Linked DNA regions of Mus musculus: all the other regions are linked to region 1. A link is a contact called in public HiChIP or PLAC-seq and promoter capture Hi-C data. All regions are on one chromosome and are shown on one strand. The core of a region is the stretch at or near the end of the contact, and the rest is flanking DNA. Distances in the headings are between cores, read along the strand shown.

The links. Promoter capture Hi-C pulls out the DNA fragments that hold promoters and counts their contacts. HiChIP or PLAC-seq counts read pairs in DNA pulled down with a chosen protein or histone mark. Capture Hi-C pulls out chosen DNA fragments and counts their contacts.
Region 2: a contact with region 1 is called in a promoter capture Hi-C map of liver. The contact joins the promoter of Lpcat3 here to the promoter of Chd4 in region 1. A contact is called at or near these places in 1 of 39 promoter capture datasets (pre-B cells), 1 of 484 Hi-C or Micro-C datasets (embryonic stem cells), 3 of 115 datasets of contacts at active chromatin or transcription factors (embryonic stem cells, microglia and pancreatic cancer cells) and 2 of 9 other capture datasets (liver and pancreatic islet).
Region 3: a contact with region 1 is called in a promoter capture Hi-C map of the C10 cell line. The contact joins the enhancer-like site here to the promoter of Chd4 in region 1. A contact is called at or near these places in 3 of 39 promoter capture datasets (the C10 cell line and pre-B cells), 1 of 15 datasets of contacts at CTCF or cohesin (embryonic stem cells), 3 of 484 Hi-C or Micro-C datasets (CD4 T cells, CD8 T cells and uterus), 2 of 115 datasets of contacts at active chromatin or transcription factors (astrocytes and pancreatic cancer cells) and 2 of 9 other capture datasets (embryonic stem cells and liver).
Region 4: a contact with region 1 is called in an HNF4G HiChIP or PLAC-seq map of pancreatic cancer cells. The contact joins the promoter of Cd9 here to the promoter of Chd4 in region 1. A contact is called at or near these places in 3 of 484 Hi-C or Micro-C datasets (embryonic stem cells and myocytes) and 2 of 115 datasets of contacts at active chromatin or transcription factors (embryonic stem cells and pancreatic cancer cells).
Region 5: a contact with region 1 is called in a promoter capture Hi-C map of second pharyngeal arch cranial neural crest. The contact joins the promoter of Eno2 here to the promoter of Chd4 in region 1. A contact is called at or near these places in 10 of 39 promoter capture datasets (cranial neural crest, embryonic stem cells, frontonasal cranial neural crest and 6 more), 5 of 484 Hi-C or Micro-C datasets (cerebral cortex, embryonic limb bud, embryonic stem cells and 1 more), 3 of 115 datasets of contacts at active chromatin or transcription factors (embryonic forebrain, embryonic stem cells and pancreatic cancer cells) and 3 of 9 other capture datasets (embryonic stem cells, liver and pancreatic islet).
Region 6: a FOXA1 HiChIP or PLAC-seq map of pancreatic cancer cells shows a contact between it and region 1. The contact joins the promoter of Plekhg6 here to the promoter of Chd4 in region 1. A contact is called at or near these places in 5 of 39 promoter capture datasets (embryonic stem cells, liver, neutrophils and 1 more), 2 of 115 datasets of contacts at active chromatin or transcription factors (embryonic stem cells and pancreatic cancer cells) and 1 of 9 other capture datasets (adipose tissue).

Annotation. Positions count from the first base shown.
Region 1 is chr6:125,094,149-125,097,775 of GRCm38.p6, forward strand. Chd4 (chromodomain helicase DNA binding protein 4) reads left to right here and starts at 1,833. Exons shown (of 39, transcript NM_001346610.1): 1 at 1,833-2,112; 2 at 2,939-3,117. The coding sequence starts at 3,018. Mir7045 (microRNA 7045) reads left to right here and starts at 2,876; the gene lies at 2,876-2,938.
Region 2 is chr6:124,661,285-124,664,911 of GRCm38.p6, forward strand. Lpcat3 (lysophosphatidylcholine acyltransferase 3) reads left to right here and starts at 1,820. Exons shown (of 13, transcript NM_145130.2): 1 at 1,820-2,075. The coding sequence starts at 1,925.
Region 3 is chr6:124,692,659-124,696,285 of GRCm38.p6, forward strand. All of the region lies in intron 1 of Lpcat3 (lysophosphatidylcholine acyltransferase 3), which reads left to right. Among named protein-coding and RNA genes, the nearest start is that of Emg1, 18 kb to the right of the region's middle. Within about 2 kb of position 1,758, at least 141 of the 459 cell types and tissues checked have an H3K27ac peak or open chromatin away from gene starts, as enhancers often do. A contact at or near this core is called in CD8 T cells, astrocytes, liver and 2 more, where this site is marked.
Region 4 is chr6:125,492,884-125,496,510 of GRCm38.p6, forward strand. Cd9 (CD9 antigen) reads right to left here and starts at 1,877. Exons shown (of 8, transcript NM_007657.4): 1 at 1,691-1,877. The coding sequence starts at 1,756. Gm26728 (a long non-coding RNA gene) reads left to right here and starts at 550. Exons shown (of 6, transcript XR_869432.2): 1 at 550-602; 2 at 2,881-3,018.
Region 5 is chr6:124,767,949-124,771,575 of GRCm38.p6, forward strand. It overlaps Eno2 (enolase 2, gamma neuronal), which reads right to left and starts at 1,725. Exons shown (of 12, transcript NM_013509.3): 1 at 1,489-1,725; 2 at 290-389. The coding sequence starts at 374. Lrrc23 (leucine rich repeat containing 23) reads right to left here. Exons shown (of 8, transcript NM_001302555.1): 7 at 2,624-2,927; 8 at 1,921-2,215. The coding sequence ends at 2,654.
Region 6 is chr6:125,378,565-125,382,191 of GRCm38.p6, forward strand. It overlaps Plekhg6 (pleckstrin homology domain containing, family G (with RhoGef domain) member 6), which reads right to left and starts at 1,940. Exons shown (of 17, transcript NM_198604.2): 1 at 1,786-1,940; 2 at 1,191-1,412; 3 at 138-346. The coding sequence starts at 275.

The DNA of each region.
Region 1 (3,627 bases), core at 583-3,082:
GAGCAGGTGATGATGGGGATAGGAGGGAAGGGACAGCAGGAAGAGAGTTAGAGAGCAAGAATTACTAGATATTTTTATATTGTATCATGCATGGTCTCTTTGGTTGTTTAATGTTTCTTCATTATACATTTAATATTTATTCATGGGTGCCCCATTAGCCCAGTTGGTTAGAGCACGGTGCTGGTAATAAATAAATAAATTATAATTATCCGAGACTTGTTTTTACTGTAGCCTAGGCTGACCTTGAATTCACTGAGTAGCAGAGAATGGCCTTGATCCCTTGATCATCTCGTGTGTTCTCTGAGTGCTGAGGTTATTGGCATGTGATAATGTTCCCAGCTGTGACTGTTTCTTGAAGGAAGGCACCTGTGTGTTGGTATCCTCGTTCTCGGTCGGTAAGTAGCTAGCTCTTTACCTTGTTAGTACTCTGTCAAGGGTATGTCGAATGAACTTTAGTGATGGTGAGTACAGAGCAAGGCATGGTAGAGGACTCTCAGTCCATGGTGGTGATAGGCTATCTGTCCACGGAGGCTGCCTGGACTTGAAGGTGGCAGTGTAGAGGACTTCTGGAATGTTGAGAAATAGTTTTGGGATGGGGGTTTGTAATTGTTATGGGATGTTCTGGGTGAGTTAAAGTTTTTCATCATGAAGTTTTATGCAAGTGTTTCATCTAGTCAGCATATTATTTGTTTGAGTTTACACAAACATTCAAAGCTGGAGGGAGGTAAGTATCTAGAACATACCTGGATTTGGTGGGGTTTGTTGGGGCTCGAGGTTGGCTCTTGGTTCCTGAGTGTCTGCAAATGATGAGCTAGGAAGTCTGGGGGTCCTGAACTTTGAGAGCCCAGAATGCTCCTATTGCCCAGGAAGGGACTAAAGTGTGTGCTAGTGGGGACAGGGCAGTTAGCAGTTTGCCACACCCTCTCTGCTCTAGTTGGAAGAGCCTGACAACTTCTAGAGGTGGGGGAGGTTGTGACAATTAGGGGATGTCTGGCCAGACCTGTGTGCGGTGATGGAGTGTAGCAGAAGTATTATGGGATGTGGCACTGGGTTGTGTTGGGACAATTATGGTATCGTGGGCTTTTTGAAATTATGGGATGGGAGAGTAGATAGAGTAAATGATAGGACATTTTCCCAGTGTTAGTGGAGGAGATTTAGATGTCCATTTGTGGGGTGACAGCAGAGCTGCTGATCATTAGTGAGTATCTCTTTGCTAGGAGGAATGGTAATTTATGGACCATGGAGCTAGAAAGAGACTGGGAAGGCTGTGGGTGGTAAAGTGAGCATCTAGAATCTCAACCCTAGTGCAGGGACTGAGGGCAGCTCTGGGGGGGTTGGATATTATGGGATATCAGTATAGAAAGTGGGAGACTGATTATTACGGGATCCGTGTGGGAGGAGGCCCAGTGTCCGTTGTTGTAGTATGGGGTGGGTGAGTTTCTGACAATCATGGGATGTCAAACTGGGGGTGGTTATTATGGGATGTCGGTGGGGGATGGGTTGAATATTATGGGATATGAGGCTGAAGTGCTGGGAGGGGTGCTTATTATGGGATGGCCAAGGGGAGGGAGGGGTAATGAGTTATTATGGGATGTTAGCAGTAAGGCCAAGAGTGAAGAAGTTGGCAAAGAGTGGTTATTATGGGTTATCTAAGGGAGGGGGAGCAGGTTTTAGTTTGTAAAAGATCTGCACTATATGTCTGTAGCCCCGGGCACATATATGCATAGAGTGTGGGGGGCGGGGTGTGTGTATGTGGGGTGTCCGTGTGTATTATGGGATGGCCAGGAGGTGGGCGGTTGCCCAGGTGACGCGCGCGCGCGCTCGACGGGGGCGTGGCCAATGGTTGCCTGAGCGACGAGGGGGCGGGGGTTGCCCGGGAGACCTAAAGAGGAGGGTGGCGGTAGTGGAGGGGGGGGTTGGAGTTGGTTGAGGTTATTATGGGCTGTCCGTGGGGGGCGGGGCCTGTGCGGTGGGATTTCCCGGCCGGTGTTTCGGGCCCTTTAAGAGGCGACGCCGGAGCCGGAGCCATTTTCCCCCCTTCGGCCGCGGCGAGGAGGAGCTGGAGCGGGAGTGACACCGGCGAGACCCAGCGCGACCTGAGGCGGCTCTAGGGTGAGGAGCGCGCGAGGCAACGGGAGAGACATCTCTCTCAGCCCGACGTCGTCCCGGGGGTCATTCCTTCACCTGTCCCTTCTTCAGGCGTCCCGGGGCCCGCGGGCCGTCCCCTCTCCAGGGAGCCGACCCTTCTTCCCCGGAGGCGGCCGGGTTACCTCCAGACGGCGCCCTGCCCTGAGGGAGTCCTGCTCCCCGCCCCCCCCCCCTCCTGGGCTCGGCCTCCCACAATGCCGGGCGAGCGCCTGCCCGCCCGCCCCTCGCCCTTTGCTCGCTAGCCCCCCGGGACACGTGGCCCGGCCCCCTTCCCGGTGGGTGCTCGCTTTCCTCCGGCGTCCCGACTCTTCGGGACCCCGGAGCGCCCGAGCCTCCACGCCCCCTGGTCCCCGCCGTTCCGGAAGAGAACCTGAGTTGTCCCAGAGGACAGCCTTTGGAGAGCTGCCCTGTCTGGGGACTGGCCCCTCCCCGGGCGCAGAGGAGCGCCCCCCCACTCCCAAGTGACCTTGTGTCCCCGAGCACCGGCCGCCTCCCCTGACCCTCTCCGCGCCTCCCCACTCGAACCCCACTCCCCAGGCACTCCTGGCTCAGGCCAGGCTAGCTTCTTCCTTCCCCTCCATGCACCAGCCTGCCCTCGGGGGCGTCATTCCCTCTTCTTGGGGGCTCCTGCTGGGGAGCCGGCTCACGGGCTGTCCCCGAGGAGTGTGGAACTAAGTTCAGCCTGAGTGGTTCGGGTGCTTGGCTAGGGTGGTAGGGCAGGGGGGCGGAAAGAGCGGGTGGGGGAGGGGGACTGCGCGTCACTCACTGTTCTCCCCCCTCCCCCGCACAGTGACTCGGGCCAGTGCAGAGGGCCCCAGGCCGCAGGCAGGAGCAGCTGGGCCAATTCCCTGGCCGGGGAACGGAAGGGGATGGCGTCGGGCCTGGGCTCCCCGTCCCCCTGCTCAGCGGGCAGTGAGGAGGAGGATATGGACGCACTTCTGAACAACAGCCTGCCCCCACCCCATCCAGGTAACATCTTCCCGGAGGGCCCAGGGCAGGAAGATGTTTGATCTTTCCTCGAGACTCCAGTGAGGCTGCGTTCGCGCGCTGCTTGTCCCTGTGCAGAACCCAGGGTGGAGGGCATCCGAAGGGAGTGGTTCTTTTCTGCGGAGCTCTTGTGTGCTGGGGGGTGCTGGGGGAGGTGGAAGCCATGTGCCTCTTGGGCACCACGGACCCAGATGCAAGCTGGCTTCACTCAAGGCTGTCTGGAATGCTCCGCAGTCCCCGGTTGAGGGAGCTCTCTGGGTTAGCTTTACCTCGTGCAGGTTCTTGGAGGAATGCAGGTGGTTCCGACTCTGGTGGTGACATGGTGGGGTGCGGTGGGGATTTCTGTTGCGGGAGCCCTGCCAGGCATCTGGGATCCCGCGGTTGTTCCCTGGAGAAGAAAGCGAGAGTGTTGGTTGCTTTCTGTCCCGATCTCTTACGGGTTCTCTGTGCTGTTTCAAGAGTGTAAAGTTTGAATCTCACTCTTTATCAGAT
Region 2 (3,627 bases), core at 570-3,069, 430 kb before region 1:
TCTCTAGCAACCCTCTATCTCCAAAAAATATTTGCATGATGATTCATAACAGTAGCAAAATTACAGTTATGAAGTAGTAACAAATATAATTTTAGGGTTGGAGGATCACTACAGCATGAGGAAGTATATTAAAGGGTTGCAGCATTAGGCTGAGAGCCACTGGTCTAGGTTATGCCTAGATTAGAAAATCTTAATCCAGGAAGGTTGTAGTCTGCACTTTTCAGGAAGAGTAAAGCAGTTCATATTTAAAAAGAATGGCAGTGCTGGCAGGCTGGCTCTGTGGTTAAGAGAGAATATTGCTCTTGCAGAGGGCCTGCATTCAATTCCCAGCACCCATATCACACCATTCACAATTTCCTGTAACACCCAGACACCGGGGATAGGAAATCTTCATCTACACACCACCCACAGAGGCACAACCCTATTATTAAAAATAAAGCATTTTAAATTAAAATTTAATTAATTAAAATAATTGCGAGCCAGAGAGATAGCTCAGCGCGTTACAGCACTTGCCAGCACTGAGTTCAATCGTCAAAATCCACATGGCAAAAGACAGAGCAGTCTCCTGAAAGTTGTCTTCTGGCCTTCATGTGTGTTCTGTGGCAAAAACTAGCCCTTCCTCCAACATACCCCAATATATACACAAATAAATGTAAAAAAAAATGCCTTTAAGTATAAATAAAAGGACATATGAAAAGGCAGGAGACATAGCTCAGTGGTCCAATGCTTCCTTAGCACACGTAAAGCCTACGTTCAATTTCCCAGTAAAAAAAAAAAGGGGGGGGGGGGGCTGGAAAAAAGTATAAAATGCCATGGAAGTGTAAGCCATAGCTGAACTTTTTAGGACAAGAACTTGTGAACCCCTTTGTTACACACCCCATACACTGTCACTTTCCCTGGGGTCAATCAGTGGGAAGTGACACTGCATAGGAGGAAAGGGCTCCTATTTTGCTTCATGCCTCTAGTGCTTGAACTTTCATCAGGAACATACATTACTTAAGCCGTGACAAAACTAGCCTAACTGTTAATTAAAGCGGCAAGTGTTAAGTAGGCTCTTTTTAATATAAATAGGCAGATCCTAATTTCATTGCCTCCGGAGAGAAGGTCCGTTTTACTATAGAAAGGGAACTCTGCATAAGGACTAGGGTTGTAGCTCCGGCAGGAGAGCGTGCACGCGGCACCGGTTCGAGTCCCAGTACTTGAACAACCGAAAAGGACCTGCATCGGGAAGAGCTACGTAGCATTAAAGGGTGTTCTTGGGCCCCTGGGCTCCCCCAGAGCCTTCAGGAAAGGGCTGGGAATGCAGGACCCTCGCTCTCCCCCCCTCCCCCGCCCCCGAGGAGACACCGTTAGGGGGCGCTCGTGGGGTGACAGCAGACATTCGCTCCGCTCCGTTACATGCCCCAGTAACCCCAGCGCCGGCGACCGAGAGTAACCTCGCGGTCTGGTGACGCCCCCGCCCCCCCCCGCCCCCCCCCCGCCCCGACTCTCGCCTGCTCCTGTCTCAACCAATGGGAAGGCAGCGAGCAAGCCGGCCGGACACCCGTCCGACCCACTCCTGCCCGGAGCCGTCCGGACCGAGTTGTACTGTCACCTCGCCTCGCGCTCCCGCCTGCTCCAATAGCAGCTGGGTCGCGATCGCAAGCCCCGCCCCGCCCCGCCGGCCCGGCCCGTTTCCCTTCCTCACGGGAGTCACCTTTGCCTTACAAACGCTCGGCCCCGCCCTCTTCCTACCTTGCTGCGCTCGGCCCCGCCCCCGGCTGGCTCGACCAATAATCGGGTGGGTCTAGAGGCTCTGGGCGGGCCCGCAGCCAATGCGCACGCCGTGGGCGGGCCCCCGGCCGGAATTGGGGGTGAAGCCACCGCGTTCTGCCCACATTCGGGGCGCGGAGCTGGGGGTCCCCGGGGGGCGCCCGCAGTTAAGATGGCGTCTACAGCGGACGGGGACATGGGAGAGACGCTGGAGCAGATGCGGGGGCTGTGGCCGGGTGTCGAGGATCTGAGCCTTAACAAGTTGGCGACGTCTCTGGGCGCGTCGGAACAGGCGCTGCGGCTCATCTTCTCCATCTTCCTGGGTAAGGACCCTCCTGCCTGCCTCTGCCCCCTCGTGGAGTCCCAAGGAAATGGGCAGAATGGGGTCTGGGGACAGGACCTGTCTGTCTGCCCCGAACCTGGGACCCAGGAGGGCTTGGGGGTGCGGGTCATCAAGCACACCAGCCAGCTATCGAAGGGAAGACAAGTCTGGTCTCAAGTCTGGGGGCCCGTACCCTCTGAACCTCTTCCCATTTTCTTTGGCCCATACTGTGCCCTTTGGCTCCTCAGTCACCTCCCGCCTTGTCATCGATATGCCGGACTGTGCCCTTGCGACCTATGTCTGTCTGTGGCTCTCAAGAGTTCGACTGTGGCCATGAGTACTACTTATTTGTTATTAACAGCTCCCATCATGCGCTCTCCTTACGAGAGGCATAGGCCCTCGAACTTAAGATATTTTAGCCCTACGGGCCTCCTCTGCCCGATTATTTCATACTATGTCTTCTCGGTCTATTTTGTGTATTGCCAACGTATAGTGTACTTTCATCTCTTTTCTGTCCACTTTCTAGTATTTTCTTGTACCATATTGCTTTCCCCCTTAGCCGCCCACCTGTCATTTACTCTGGAATACATTCTTACACTGGGCTTGGGAAACAGCACTATTAACAACCTTAAAAACTCCATGCTTGTTCCAAGGGACTATTATTCATATGGTTCAAAGGATGTGATGTACCTGAATTTATGTCGCAACAAGCTGTGTTATATATTATATATATATTTTATAGTCTTTTAAAAACCGCACTCTTCGAGGTTTTTTAATACATGAGGTAACGTGGTATGATGGAAAAAGTGTGGACTTTGAAGTTAAAGGAGTCCCACTCTTTACCGTTTGTGAGTAGCAACCACTCTTGTCGCTACTCACAAACGGTAAGACCCCCCAGGCAAGCCATTTAACTGCTCCGCATCTAATTCTCTTATGAGATGAAGACAGCCGTGCTTAGCATTGGATCGCTGTAAAGTCCGGTAAGAATTCTTAGGTCAAGATCAGTGATCAGAGACTCGATTCAGTAGGTTTTTAAGTCCTTGGAACTTTTGGGGAAGGCTGCATAACTTTAACCTGAGAGAGGCGTAAGTAGAGGGTTAACTGTAGGAAGTTTGAGATAAATTGGGTGTGGTGACTTATGCCTTTGCGGCTCAGTGCCCTGGGACTAAGGCAAGAGAACTGTGAGTTTGAGCCTGGGCTAATGGTTTGAGACCCTATTTTTAAAAAGGGGGGGGGGAGGACTGGAGAGATGGCTCAGCAGGTAAGAGCACTGACTACTCTTCTGAAGGTCCTGAGTTCAAATTCCAGCAACCACATGGTGGCTCACAATCATCTGTGATGAGATCTGACACCCTCTTCTGGAGCGTACTTACATATAATAAATAAATAAATAAATAAATAAATAAATAAATAAATAAATAAATGGAAAAAGTTTGAGACAATTGGGCTGAGAAGAATAAATAAAAGAAAAAAAAAGTTGGAGACAATTGGGCTGGGAAGAGTTTAAATTCGAGAAAGAAATGTGGAAGTTATCCTGGAGTCAGCTGAGACAT
Region 3 (3,627 bases), core at 508-3,007, 400 kb before region 1:
ACACACACACACACAGCGAAAGGAAGGAAGGAAGGAAGGAAGGAAGGAAGGAAGGAAGGAAGGAAGGAAGGAAGGAAGGAAGGGGGAGGAAGGAAGGAAGGAAGGGGGGGAGGAATGGCCTGGAGATATGACTCAGCAGTTAAGAGCATTTGTTGCTCTTTCAGAGGACAGAATTTGATTCCCAGCACCACATGGCAGCTTTATAACTGTCTGTAACTCCAGTATCAGGGATGGGACATTCCTCTTCCGGCCTCCATGAGTATGAAGCACATACATGTGCACATTCATACATGTGGACAAAACACTGTATAAGATAAATCATCTTTAAAAAGCATAATTATCATAATTGTAATTAACAAAGAAGGCAAGAGAAGGCTGATTTAGGTAGAAAATCAGCTTTAGTTATACAGCATTTGAGAGAGTACAAAATGTCATACTAAAAATATCCAGGGAGGACCCAGGGGACACAGGACTAACCTAGGGAAAGTTAGTGCTGGCGTAGTTTGGCATAAAGATCATATTAAGTTGTGTGAGCATCACGGAGTTTTCACAGAGGCAATACAGCAAAATTAGAGAAACAAGCTTGAAACTTTTAGGAGCCAGAAAAAGAGTCTTCAGTGGGAGTGTGGGGAAGTTCAGCACTTGCCTAGCATGTGAGGCCCTAGTTCAGTCCCCGACATGGGTGGGCGGGAGGTAGGGTGTGCTGTAGAATTGATATCAACAGCTGGTTCAGCACATAGCACTTGGAATTCCTCCTTCTTCCTCACATTGGACAAGCATAGCTTACTCTCTGACCCAGGTCCTTCGGTCTGCTGCCTGACCAAGTGGGGCCATATCGTATTCCTGCAGAGTTCGTAAATGGCTAACGGGATGAAAGGCTAAGGGGATGTATCATATTTTAATGAAAACAGTTCACTTCTGTTTTCTTCAAGTGAAGCAGCACGCCCCTCAACTTCAAGATTAATGAGTAATTGTACAAGTGTACAGGAAATAAGGAGCTAACACTAACACAGGCAGTGTGACGTCCCCGGTCCCAAACACAACTCAGTGAGAAGCACAGAGACCCCAGGGAATAGTCTCACTGTGCTGTTAACCCGCTGAACCTGGAGTCCCTGCCCCTAGCTGCAGCCCGTCAGTACACAGCACATCCTGGACTTTGCTCTCCTTAGAACGAGCCCTGTTCTAACAGGATCCTTGACCTAGGGCCCCGATGCTTCACCAGCGATAACCTCCTTCAGCAATCAGAAAGGAGGAAGACTGAGTTCTACCACAGGTTCTCAGATCCTCTGACCACCGATATTAAAACCTGTTTGGTGAGATTAAACAAAAGCCAGTGGCCTGTCAAGCTCAGGATTCCATTCCCAGGGCCATTGTTAGGGTTTTAGTGGTACTGAGGCCTACTGCTCGTAGACTTGTGTGCAGCTCATTTTTAAAGTACATGGCCTTCCGGTTAGACTCTGGTGTGCAAGCAGGTGCACGTGTCACGGTGCTTGGTGTTCTTGACGATTCGTAGGTGATGGTTGCCACTCTTATCAAGCACCAGTTCCCACAAAGAAAGAATTAAGACTTGGAAATAGCTTGTAGGGCACCACTCTCCCTAAAAACAGCTTCTCCCTGAAGGGGTGACCTAGCTGCCAGGCTGCCAAGCCTGCTGAGCTGGGCAGCTGCCAAGAGCAAGGTTCAGTGTTTACATACCCACCATGGGCCGGGGTTGTCACAGCAACTCACCCAGCACAGTTTGTCCCCTCCTTCCCTTGGCAACTTCCGAGCAAGCTTTGCCCTCACCTCTTGTGGTCTCGGTGTTCTGGGTAACCCCGCTTTCTCTGTTCTTTTGATTTTCCTGCCTGTACTTCAGCTTCTCACATACTCCCCAGTCTGCGCTATACTGACCTGAGTGGGACCATGCAACCTGCACTCCTCCCAACTTCCCAAGCCAGGTCCCCTGCAGCAGCCAGAACCAAAGCTAGCTGGCCTGTACAGCGTCTGCAGGAGCACGCCCGAGACCCTGGCTCCTGCCATGTCTGCTTTCTTGGTCTTATAAAATTATGCTTTCTAAATTCCCTGGTAAGTTAGAAATCGGGGAAGGATCTAGGCTTGGCTGGCCTGTTGAAAGCTCAAGACGTGACCCTTGACCCCAAAATAGCAAGGGAAAAGACAGGAAAAACGTAAGCCGTGAACACAAGAACTCAGAATTCAGGGCAGTGTAGGTCCTGCAGAGTTGAGGCAGCTTCCCACACCCCAAAGGGCAGGAAGACAGCGTGGCTCTCCTGAAATAGCAAGGTCCAGTATTATCGAGAAATGTTAAATTAGGGCTGGGAGAGTACAAACCCTGGGTGTGGCCCAGGCGTGGGAGGTGGGAGCGGGGTTAGGGATTAAAGGCCAGCCTCAGCTATAAAGCTAATTCAGGCAATCTGGCATACACTAGACCCCATCCTTAAAAAAGAAAATTTTAAATTCTCTTCAACTGAAGAGGACAGAGAAATGCATTGTGTTCTTTACTTTTGGTACATCTCACATGCTTAAAGGTTTTAGTACTCAAAAAGATTAATTCTATCTATCCAGAATTTTTTTTAAAGATTTATTTATTTATTATATGTAAGTATACTGTAGCTGTCTTCAGACACACCAGAAGAGGGCATCAGATCTCATTATAGATGGTTGTGAGCCACCATGTGTTTGCTGGGATTTGAACTCCGGACCTTTGGAGGAGCAGTCCTGTACTCTTACCCACTGAGCCATCTCACCAGCCCCTATCCAGAATTTGTGAGCTCTCCCAGACAATTAGAATCTTCTGCCTCAGCCTCCTACCTGAATTCAATCCCCAGGACCTGTATAATGGTGGAAGAGAGCAAACTCCAAAGTTGCTATTTGATTCCAAACACTGGCTGTACACACGTGTGCATACACACACACACACACACACACACACACACTTATATACAATAATATATTTTTTTAGAGTAAAAAGTTTGAGGTTTTGTTTGTTTGGTTTTGAGGTGCGTTTTCATGCAGCAGACTGGCCTCTCACTTGCTATAAAGCCAGAAATGTCCTTGAATTCCTGATCCTCCTCCTCTCCATCCCAAGGCTGGGATTTCAGGTCTGTGACCACCACGTCTGGTTTATGTAGTCCTGGGGAATCAAAGCAAGAAAGTGAGTTCCAGGCCAGCCTAGGCTATATAAAAACAATTACAAGGAACCAAGCATGGTGGCGCATGCCTTCAATCCCAGCACTCAGGAGGCAGAGGCAGGAGGATCTCTGTGAGTTTGAGGCCAGTGTGGTCTACATGGTAAGTTCCAGAACAGCAGAGCTACATAGAGAGACCTCGGGTCAAAACAAATAAACAAAAACGGGAACTCTGCGTTTCCGTGTAACACAGAACTGGTGACGAAGACACTCTGGGGTAAGGCGAACAAGTAGAAGGCCTATCTAGGCTGTAGAGAGTTCAGGGTCAGCTTGGGCAGCTTCTTAACACCCTACCTCAAAACAATGAACTGTGCAGAGAGGCCTGGAGCTATAACACAGTGGTAGACAACTCTTCCAGCGTGTATGAGGCTCCGGGTTCAGTCCCTTACACTGTAAGTAACGACATAATTGAGCATTTTGTTTTATGGATTGACAGTTTTTA
Region 4 (3,627 bases), core at 627-3,126, 400 kb after region 1:
AGTCAAACCCTTCTAGAGTGAGACTGTCCTGCTTCAGGAGGCAGAGTCAGCCAGCAGCAACTTGTCAGGGTTCTGGATAGGAGCGGAAGTGGCAGCAGGAGACAAGATGGGCAGACTGTAGGCCAGCAGGCAACAGAATGAGAAGACATAGGGTGGCCATGGGCACCTCCTCTCAGCCCCTTACATACATATGCCATGGGGGGCAGATGGGAGATGTAGGCAACTATGTGGTTTCCCCTTAGCACCAAACTTTCACACCATCTATGCAGGCGTCTGGGGACTGACCGACAGACTAGCAGGGAAGAGACTAAAAGGTAGAGGGAGGAAAACTCCCCAAAGGACAGGGCGGGGTTGGGTGGGGCCAGCTGCCTTCAGACTTTGTTTTGTAACAAAGCGCTCAAGCTGATGAGTGGACCAAGCCAAGCCTGGGAGCTGGCTGCCTGTCTGCAGAACTGGGGAAACACAAGCAGGGAATGTCCTCTGACATCCTCTTAAGTTGTATGGGTGTGGTGGCTCCTAGAAACCCAGGGCAGTCTCTGCAGGTTGTGCAACACTTCCAAGCAACCCTGGAGAGTATTAAACCTTACAGTTGCTGGAAGATGGTGAGCATCCCGGTGGCCAGCTCCAAAGGGAATAGTGGACTTTTTAGTTGTTGTTGTTCAAAGTCTCTGGTGGCACAGGAGTTGCCTAGTTAAGCTCTTTCCTGATTGCCTGGGAGCAAATTCCGTCCATTTGTGTTTGGGAGTGTGCCCTCTCAGAATCAGGACAAAAGGGTCTTCCGTGTATTTCCTTGCTTCTGTCCCTGAGTTTTGGGAGAGTGGACACTCTCTTGTTGCCCTACCCAGAGGCCCATCTGTAGAGTCTACTAGCACCTGCCTCTGGACCCTCTGCAGGTGAACGGCCATTCCCCTTGGCCCCACCTGGACATTTTTAGAGCGAGGCTTCAAGCCCGCAGTACCTGATTACCTGGGAAATGCAGAAACACCGGATTTATCCCATCTAGAGGCGCCAATAGGCACCTTCCCCGCCTTCTTTTCTCTTAACTCTCCCAGAGTTCTCTACAGCCAAGATAGTTATCGCTCTTGAAAAAGAATCAAGACAATCTAGTCTTTCAGGTAGCTTAGAGAGAGGCATGGACGTTTTCAGTTGAGAGTTCAGGTCCTAAACAAGGAATGTCCGACCTCCAGGTGCAGGGAAGACTCCCCACACCCACTTCCTCTCCCTCCGTAGCACCCCTTGTCACTTGTGGGACCACCGAAGTGGGAGACGCTCGACTGCCCTGCTGGCAAGGAGCCTTGCGGGCCGGGGAGGGCATCGAGTTACTCGAAAAGGTTGCTCCGCTCCTCCCTCACTCCTCTCTCACACTCGGGGGTGCTCCGGGTGGGAGCAGGCACAGAGCCCATCTCAAATACTCGGCGGTAGAAGGACCCGGGAGCGAAGTGCACAGCCGGAGCCACCAGGACCCTCGGCTCTCCCACCCACTTGCTCCTCCCGCCCACCTGCCAGTCCCGCCTGGCCAGCTGGCAGCCGCTGCGCCTTTCTCTACTCGCCCGGAGTCCGCCTGGCGCGCGCAGTACCAGCGGCTCCCGGCGCTCTCGGCCGCCGGGACACTCTCCGCCCCGGACGCCGTCTCGGGCCTGAGAACAGGTGGCCTCGGAGAGGAGCGCGCCGACAGTCGCCTCTCACTCACCCAGAAGATGAAGTTAAATCCGAAGAGCAGGTATTTGATGCACTTGCTACCTCCTTTGACCGGCATGGTACAAGCTGGAGTTGCGTGGGACAAGAGGCACGAACGACTGGGACAGAAGGGACTCGACAACCGACTGAGACACGCTGCGGCTAGGGGCTGGCCTGAGGCTCCACTTTTAAAAAGTGCCACTCCTTACGGCGCTCGGCCAGCTGCTATGCGCATGTGCGGAGGGATGCCGACCCCGCCCCCCGGCCCACCTGCCCCGCCCATGCTCTAATCCCCTCCCCAGACCCAGGTTCTGGGACTTCGGTTTCACCCTCAGTGCAGAGCTCTCTCTGCACCTAACTTTTGCCGTCTGGTTTCTAAGATCCTCTTTCCCTCCATCTTCCTTCTTCCCACCGTCTCGGGGTCTTTCCGGACCTCCGTACCCGACTTCTTTTACGGGGAGTTAAGTGCCGGCCTCGCCTTTCCCGTTCATCCTAGTTCATCCTGGGCTCTGCATAAGAGCTCACGTTGGAAGACCCCCAAGGGCCATGTAATCTTAAGAACCTTTTCAGATTCCCGAGGCAAGTCTGCGAGCCCCTATTTGCCTGGCTTGCGTTCTCTCTGACACCTCCTTGTAAACCTTTCTGGACTGAACGCACTTAGTTGAGCACGGTGGCCGCTAGAATGTTCTAGGTGCTAATCTGAGCAGTTCTACTTTGCTCAGAAACTTTCTACGTTCAGAGACTTGAGTTGAAACCCTTCTTCATCCTGTATTTACTCCGTTCATTCCCTGCCACACCTGATGCCACACCCCTACTCTGCTGCGCCTCCATGCCTGCAGGGGTGTATGCTGGCCGCCCTGCCTCCTTGTGAAAATTCTATTGTGCTTTATTATTTTTTTTATTTAAATCTATTATTATTTTGAGACAGAGTCTTACTATGCTGTCCTATCTGGCTTGGAACGCCCTGTGTAAACCAGGCTGGCCTTGAACTCATAAAGATCTGTCTGCCTCTGCTGGGATGTGCCAATACGCCCAGCGATTTCATTTCTTTTGAAGTAGGATTTAGCCGTTTGTAGACCTACTGACCCGGAATTTGCTTATGTAGCTCAGGCTATCTTCAACTCCAGTCCTCCTGCCAGAGCGGTTCAGGCCACCACGTCCTGCTCTGTGACTCTCTAAATTCTTTCTTGATTTTTTCAACAGGGTGAAGAGGCCCTTCTCAATATCCTTTACAGTTTTCTCTTCCTCACCCCTGCAGGAAGTTTCCTTAGCATTCTTCATTGCAAAAGCAAACCGTACTTATTACAGAAACATCAGAAAATATCAGAAAGCAAAAAGAATGTGAGTTAAAATTTTTTTTCCTGGGTTAAAGTACGTTGGAGGCCAACGCCACAGGAGACCCGGTCCCCAAAAACAAAAAATAAAAACAAGAAACTTTTTCACATAGCAAACCCAGCTCTGTTAGCATAGCACAGCTCTTGTTTTACTGTTTATCAGTAGACTGGCTTCACTATTTATCAGTAAGTAGACTGATTCATTAATAGACCCAGTTAAAAACCTTTTTTTTTTTTTTCCCACAGTTTAGTTTAGAAAGGTTCTTCACTGGGGAACAGGAGTCGAAAGCAACACATTCTGTCTTCCCTGAAGCAGCTTAGGAGTTGGAAGAAGGACGCAGGCAGGAGACTTGGAGGGTGTGTGTGGTCAACTTAGGGGTCTCTTGAGAGCTCTCACAAAGTAAGTGTTACAATCAGGGAAGCCTGGCAGAGCTGGGGCTCCCGTGGTCTTCTGGAGAGAGCTGGTGAGGACCTTGTCCTCTGAGAGTGAAGGTGAACCCCGGGAGTGTCAGGTGAACCCCTTGACTGTGTGTGGGCACGGGACAAGAGGGCAGCCTGCAAGTGCTGTGCGGTTAGGGACCCTTGTTTGTATCTCCACTCCCTGGTGTAAAACCTT
Region 5 (3,627 bases), core at 475-2,974, 330 kb before region 1:
CACGAGCCGGGCCACCTTGTCCGCCCAACTGAGGCCTCATAAGCACAAGTGGGAGGCCTCAGAAACAGGGCTATGCTAGGCAGAGCATGCGTGCTCCTGTGCTCACACTGGCAGGGCCTTTCTCACGCTGAACTAGAACATAGACTCACCGAGCCTGAATCCACGAGCCAAGGAAGATCAGACTCCACAATCCAGCCTTGGGAACCTGGCCTAGCACCCCACAGCCCCTGGATTTGACCCAGCATAGGGGGAAGTAGGAGCTAAGGACAGTCCATGCTCTGCCCATCACCTTTGGCAGTATAGAGATCCACCTCCACGGTGGGATTCCCACGGGAGTCCAAGATCTCTCGGGCCCAAATCTTCTCTATAGACATGATGGCTGGGATCTCCTTGGGTGGAAGTGGAGGAAGGAGAAAGATAAGAGGCTTAGAAGGGTGGAGCCTGAGGCCAGTGGGAGGGGCCAGAGGCTGGGAGGGCTGGCAAAGAGGTTACTGCAGTGGGTAGGGGGTGGGGAGGAGCGGGCTGCAATCAGGCACTGTAGAAGGGGTTCTCCCTTCCCCGTGGAGAGAGGAGAAGGTCAATGCAGTGAGGAAGGGGAGGTCACTGCAGTAGGGGCGGAGTACATCTCATGACAAGATGGGAGAACACCGCAGTGATGAGGGGAGGGGCAAGCAGCGATTTCTTCGCCCCTCAGCAGCTTCACCGACCAGTGGGGTTCCCCTAGACTTCCCCAGGCGGGATGGCTGCCAGACTGGCATTTTTTCCCTTGGATCTTGGAACAGAAAGAAGAGGGGTTGTCTGGGCAGGTGGATCCCCAACTTGACAGCCCATATACACAAGGTCTAGAAAACACTCCGGGGTCGTCACCTCTCTCCCAAACACGAGTTCCTCATTTCAAGAGGAGTCTGGGGACAGCGTCCTGGGACCAGGCCTCCAGTCCCTAGAGGCTACGGTGGGGAATGATGAGGTAGACCCATCGCTTTTCTACCCCCGGACAAATTCCCCACTCCTCCTATCCCTCCCCCAAACATCGGAGAAAATGAAATGTCAGAGAGAGGGGAAGAGAAGGAGGGACCAAAGGACGAGTCTAGAGCAAGTCTGAGGCAGTCAAGGAAGGGTGAGAGGGTATCTTCGCAAACGCAAAAGAAAAAAAGGACGTGCCAGGATAACAACCATCTCCTGTGGAGACATCGAACTTAGGAAACAAATCGGCAGGACCCTAGACGAATACCGGCGCGGGGAGAGGGGCAGGCGAGGGTGGAACCGTGCAGTTAGAGAAGCGGATGCAGAAAGCTGGTACCTAAACCAGGAGGAGGTGACAGCCAGAAAGCCGGGAGCTGTCCGGGAAGGCCAGAGATGGAGGGTGCCAGGGAAGGCAGGTGACAGTCAGGTATGCAGCGTCACCCGCCCGGGTCGCTAAGCCCAGGACAACGGGGAGTGGAGGCGGCAAGGAGCGAGTAAGGGGATGCGGCCCGATACGGGCCTCACCTCGAGGACTGCAGACTCAGTCGGTGGCGTTGGCGGCGGTGGCGGTGGCAGTGGCGGTGGTGACGGCGGCGGCGCAGAGAGAGCAGGAGTGGCGGTGGCTGCGGCTCCCAGCGCGGGCGGGGGGTGGGCAGGGGGCGGCGCCTATAGAGCCGGGAGGGCGCATGTGACCCGGGGGCCCCGATGAGTCAAGAGCTGCAGGCGGAGACGCATGTACGAGCGCGGGTGGTGGTGGGGAACGGAACGGGTGGGGGAAGGGCTGGGGCGATCCAGGACCAGGCTGGCAACCCCTTAAGCACACGGATGCTCATAACCCATGTCCAGCCAACTCGAGGGAAACAGGCGTCGCCTCATTCCAGTACTGCGGCAGGTACTAACCCAGACGGGTGGAAAAGCCCACCCACAGGGGTTCAGGAACTCGGTCACACACAAAAATATAAAAAAATGCCTTTTTATTTGAAACCTCAACTGGCCCATCACAGCTCACTTCCTCAGCGCCTCTCTATAGACAACACCTACTAGCATCCTAGTTTTACCCCCGACCTGTGCTTAGGAGTTCAGGCCCACAGAACAAGCCACACAGACAGATGACTGCCAAGGAGCCTTGGGATGTGATGGATTTCCAGTCTGGGACAAAAAGGAGCATCTCCCACTTCCTGTGACGGGGCTATGAATGTGGTGGTCCCCCACTGGAGTCTTATCAGTTCTTGGGGCCAGTGTCCATGGCTTCCTGGAAAGAGAGAAGAGAAATAAATCAATCGTGTGCCCCAGGCCTCTCAGTCTCTGCCTCACTCTGCCCTCCTTTCGCCTCCCCACCCTGGTGTCCTGTTATTTTTAGCTTCAGATTTTGAGTGCAGGATCTTTTCCCTGGCCCAGCTACATCCTCCACGCACCACCGGCCACCTCTTTCCCTCCTGAGCTCCTTCCCACCAGTCGTCTCTACCAGCTATACAGCGGTCTTCACCCCACCCCCACCCCCAATTAGTTCTTCTCTCTACTGTGGTCTCCTGCGTGTCTTATCACTTTCTGGGCCCCTCTCATCTTTCCTTCATATCTAAGCTATCTCCAGCCCCTAACTCTGGCCTCTCGTCCCGTGTGCCCAGCCTTTGACCTCCTGGGGCTGTCTTCCTGGCATCACCTTTACTGTCCCTGCAGGCTGGAAGAGCCACTAAACTGGTGGCAAGTACGGTTCCATGTCCTGGTCCGGATCGAGATCTTGATCCTGTTCCTCCTTCAGCCTCTGACGGATCTCCTCGGCCTCTGCCCGGTCATCATCCTCATAGAATTCTTTGTCCAGGCGCTCAAGGTGCGCCATCTGCACCAGGGCCTCCTGGCGGTAGTCGGTCTCATCCGCACATGGGTTGTCCAGCAGCACCAGGGCTCGAAGTTTGGGCAGGTCCCGCAGTTTGGCCAGCTCTGCCAGATCACTAATCATATTGCTCCTGTGGATGGGGTTGGGGAGGGGTTAACTCTCAGGAAAATGGGCTTTGATTGTCAGCTAGGAATTGGGCTGCCTTTGTAAGAGGAAGCAACTCTGGGCTCCCCGAAAGCAATGATGGTTGAGGACCGGTAGCAATGATGGTTGAAGAGGACTTGGCTGGATGCATTTCCCTAATCCCTATGCTTCACAGAATCCCTAAATGCCATGTGATGTGTCATCTTTGGGGCCTAGCAGTGGTGGCATATACCTTTAATCCCAGCACTTGGGAGGCAGAGGCAGGTGGATTGCTGAGTTCGAGGCCAGCCTGGGCTACAGAGTGAGTTCCAGGACAGCCAGGGCTACACAGAGAAACCCTGTCTCGAAAAACAAACCAAAACAAAAAAGTTGGAGCAGCAAAGCTAGGCCTCATCCCAGCTTGTATTCGGAGAAGAGGGGCAGATGTCCCTTGTGGGAGCAAACATTTTGTGTCAGGGGTTGGAAGGATCAGGTGAGCAGAGGAGGAGCCGGGGCCCAAGAGTGGGGTGCTATGGGGTGGGGGCGCTTCCTTGGGGAAGGAACGGAGAGCTAGGGATGGATTGGGCCTCCCAGCTTGAGTAAAAAGTCTTCTAATGTACTTCTTTCTAGAACTCTGCATTGGGATGGCCGTGTTCCTGCTTTCAAGCATTTATGAATCCACTCCTAAGCATCCCAGACTGATCTTC
Region 6 (3,627 bases), core at 690-3,189, 280 kb after region 1:
TTCCCAGTAACCCCGGAAAGCGGAGGAGGTTAAGGGACAAGAATAGAGCAGCCTGTGAAAAAGGGGACAGACTTCAAAACCTTGGTGTCATCCCTCCTGCCCCACCCAGGTCACCTTTGGGGCACAGGCGCACTCACCACTCCAGGACCTCCTCTGGGAAATAGATTCCCAGCAGTGCTGTGGGCAGAGGTCTGATGACGGCCCCCGTAAGTCTCAATTCGGGAAGCTACCAGGCCTTGGAGGGGGCCCTCATTTGGAGGACCAAAGGCTTGCATTGTTTCTCTCCTGAGTTACCCCCAGAGGATCATAGCACCAATGTCCAGGAGAAAGGGGGGTATCCCCTTTTCTGCAAGATAGAAAGCCCAGGCTGGATTAGTGATGAACGAACGTCTCCACAGGTTGGAGAGCAAGGAAAGACAAGAGGACAGAGTGGGGAAGAAGAGGGCCAGATGGTGGGGGGTGTGTGCTATCTATAAGCTAGTAGGGGGAGGGCAGGGCCAGGTGCATGCTGGGTAGGAACATCTGCTTTATACTTAGGATACATTCACACTTCAGCCTCAGAGGATGCTGTAGTCTCAAGAGCAGCTGGGAGCAAGGGTCACAGAAATCTCTAGCACTCTAGATAGCCCCAGGTAGAAGGCGGTCTCTTGTACCTAGATGTCTCCTTTCCTGTATTACCTTTGTCAACACTGCACAAACACCATGAACTGGGACAGGTAAAGCTGACTAGAGACAGACAAGTGGGTTTCTCATGTTGGAACAGACTATGGGTTAAGAACGGCTTTTATTTTATTTTCTGATTTGAGATAGGAGGACCTCTTAATATAGCCCAGGCTGACACACAGTGTAACCCAGTCTAGGCTACCTTCCAACTCTGCATCCCCCTGCCTCAGTTTCTAGAGTGCTATGATCACAGATGTATTCTATCATGCTTTGCAACGTTTACATTTTTAAATAATGGGGGGGGGCAAAAAAGGAAAAATAATATTTGGGGAAAGAGAACAATACACCCAGTTCACACTCCATGAGTTACAGCTAGTTTTATCACGGTTCAGCCAGCCAGCCACCCTTACTGGTCGGCTGGCCATCCTTGGCTGCTTTTCAGTTAGTCGCAACTGAGACTCAATAGACAAGAGACTCTACAATATAGCTTTTCTGTCCCTTTACTGAGAAGTCTGTACATGCCTTACCTGGAAACCCCACACGTCCACGTACAATCTGGCGAAGTCAGGAGAGCTGTCAGACAGGGTCTGGAGGGATGCCCCTAGTTGAGGCAGCCCGCTGGTCTCCCACTAAGCTCCTTTCCTGGCCGCCGAGGGCACCACCAGGGATAGAGCTGGAAGTCAGATGCAGGACTCCACCCCTCCTTTCTAAGCCTGGATGGAAGACCCATCCCTTGCAGTGGGCAGGGCCTGAAGGGAAGAGGCCCTTAATGGGAACTGGACTCAAGAACCCTATACAGGGGTTGGTTTCCCACCAACTGGGCTCTAGAAACCTCCCATTTCTCTCTCCTAGCTTACTCTGACTTACTCGCAGAGGAGATTGTTCATTGTGTCTCCCGCCCCGGGACAACAACAGTCCAGCCCCCGAAGGCAGTCCCCCGCCCCTCCTTCTCCCTCCCCCTTACTATCTCTCCCCACGTCCACCTTTTCTATCTTTTCCCAGGCCCAGCTTTTCTCCCTCCCTCGTACCCAGCCTCCTTCCCTCCTCCTTCTGAGGCCCCGCGACCCTGTCCCAGATCCCCGGTTCCCTGGCCGCCCGGCACTCGCCCTCCCAAGTGCTCACCTGTGAGCGCAGGTGTCCGAGCTTCCGCTGTCCTTGACGTCCGCTGGATACTGTGGAAATCTGGGTCGTTGTCAGCTTCCTTGGCGATGGCAGCCCCACTGTCCCAGCCTGGGACTAGGACCGAGCGGCCCGCGGGACCAGGCAGCACGGGGCCGGGAAGGGAGGTGAAGGTGGAGGCAGAGGGGCGGGACGTGGGCTGGCACCTCCCCCTCCCTGCGGGCCTTGCAGCGTCGCGGTCCTGGTCACCCGGACAGAGAGGGTAGGGAGCCGGACTCTCCGTACACCAACCCCAGACCAGGAGTGCTCACTTCTCGGTGCGCACCTTTCCCTTTCTTTTGCACCTGAACTAACCAGCAATCTGTCACCTGGTCGGGGCCAGGGGCTGGAACCTTGTGCCACCCGCAGGCCACCAGCGTGTCCTCCCTTCCCGGCCAGACCCCTGCCAGGCGCCAGGGTAATGAGGGATAAATGAAAGGTTGGGCGCCGCTATGCGGAGGCGGTGAGGTAATGACCAAGCGACCTGTGGCAGGTACACATCCCTTGTTTGCACCAGGCCCCTCTTGCCTGTCCTAGACCGTTACCCTGAAAGGGAGCCAGCCTAGCATCAGGAAGGGCGGAGGCCCAAGGATTCTCAGCCCCATGGCTGTCCTCTGGCCATGGAGTCCAAAGTGTAGCCCTTATCTCCAGTGAACCTGCTGGCCTGCCCTGGCAACAGGGAGGAAGGTTCTGTGGACTTTGTGTCTTATTGAGGGAGGCATCAGGGGCCAAGCTTAGACCATACCCAACACTACTCTCATTACTTAAGCCTGGAGGGAGGGGGCATACCAGGGGAGGGTACCCTCCCACCGGACTGCACTTGGGCCAGTGTGGCCTTCCCAAGGGCTACACAGACTGAACAGTTTCTCCGAAGTGGTACAGCACTGGCTGGGCGTGATGTGAAAGGCATCCCCGCCCCCCCGCCCCCACATTCCCAAGTCCTGTCGTCTGGTCTGAGGGAAGAACTGAGAGTTATATCATCCCATGGATGTGTGATCCAGAGGTGGAAGTCTCGGTGGGGGGGGGGGGGAGGGGGCGGGGAGATGGGCAGGTCTGAGGTCCACTTTGGGATCTTCCTTCCGCCAATGGACTAGACTGGGTCTGGTGCAACCTCTTACCACACAAAGCATCCCGAAGTACACAAAACCCTTTCAGAAGTGTCTCCCTGTGTTCAGAGGAAAAACAAAACAAAACAAAACAAAAACAAAACAAAACAAAAACAAAACAAAACAAAACAAAAACACCTCTAATTCTCACCCTCTCCCATGGCTCCTTTCAGCCTGGAGAGGCATCTTTGCCATCGGTTGCTTGAATGTGTGTTCCTGTTCCCAGTCACAGATTTGTCCTTCAGTGTACTTTTTTAGAATATGATGTTGTGAGGTCTCAGTGTTACAGAGGAGCTGTCCTGACCTGTGGTTGCCTCCATCCTGCCTTCTGCCCCCCCAGGTGTGTGTGTAGGGGGGGGAGCGGAGAAGGAGTTGGATGAGAACCATGTTTGTCAAGAATGCAGGTTTTGCCTGTTCCTAGCATTCACACTGTGGGGGGCCAGGAGAAGAGGAAGACATATCCAGGGATGATGAGTAGCCATGAGAGAGAGAGAGAGAGTTAATGAACCAGTTGGTGCTGATTACTGGCCATATTAAATGACACCCCAAAGACACTGGTGCTGAGGACTTCTCCTCCCACTGATTCTCAGACAAAGGTGGAAGGAGGAGAAAGAGGGAAATTGGAATTGAGAAGGTAGGAGAGAAATCCTGGACTTACATGCCCCTGGAGTGAGCTTCTGATGTCTCCCATAGACCCAGG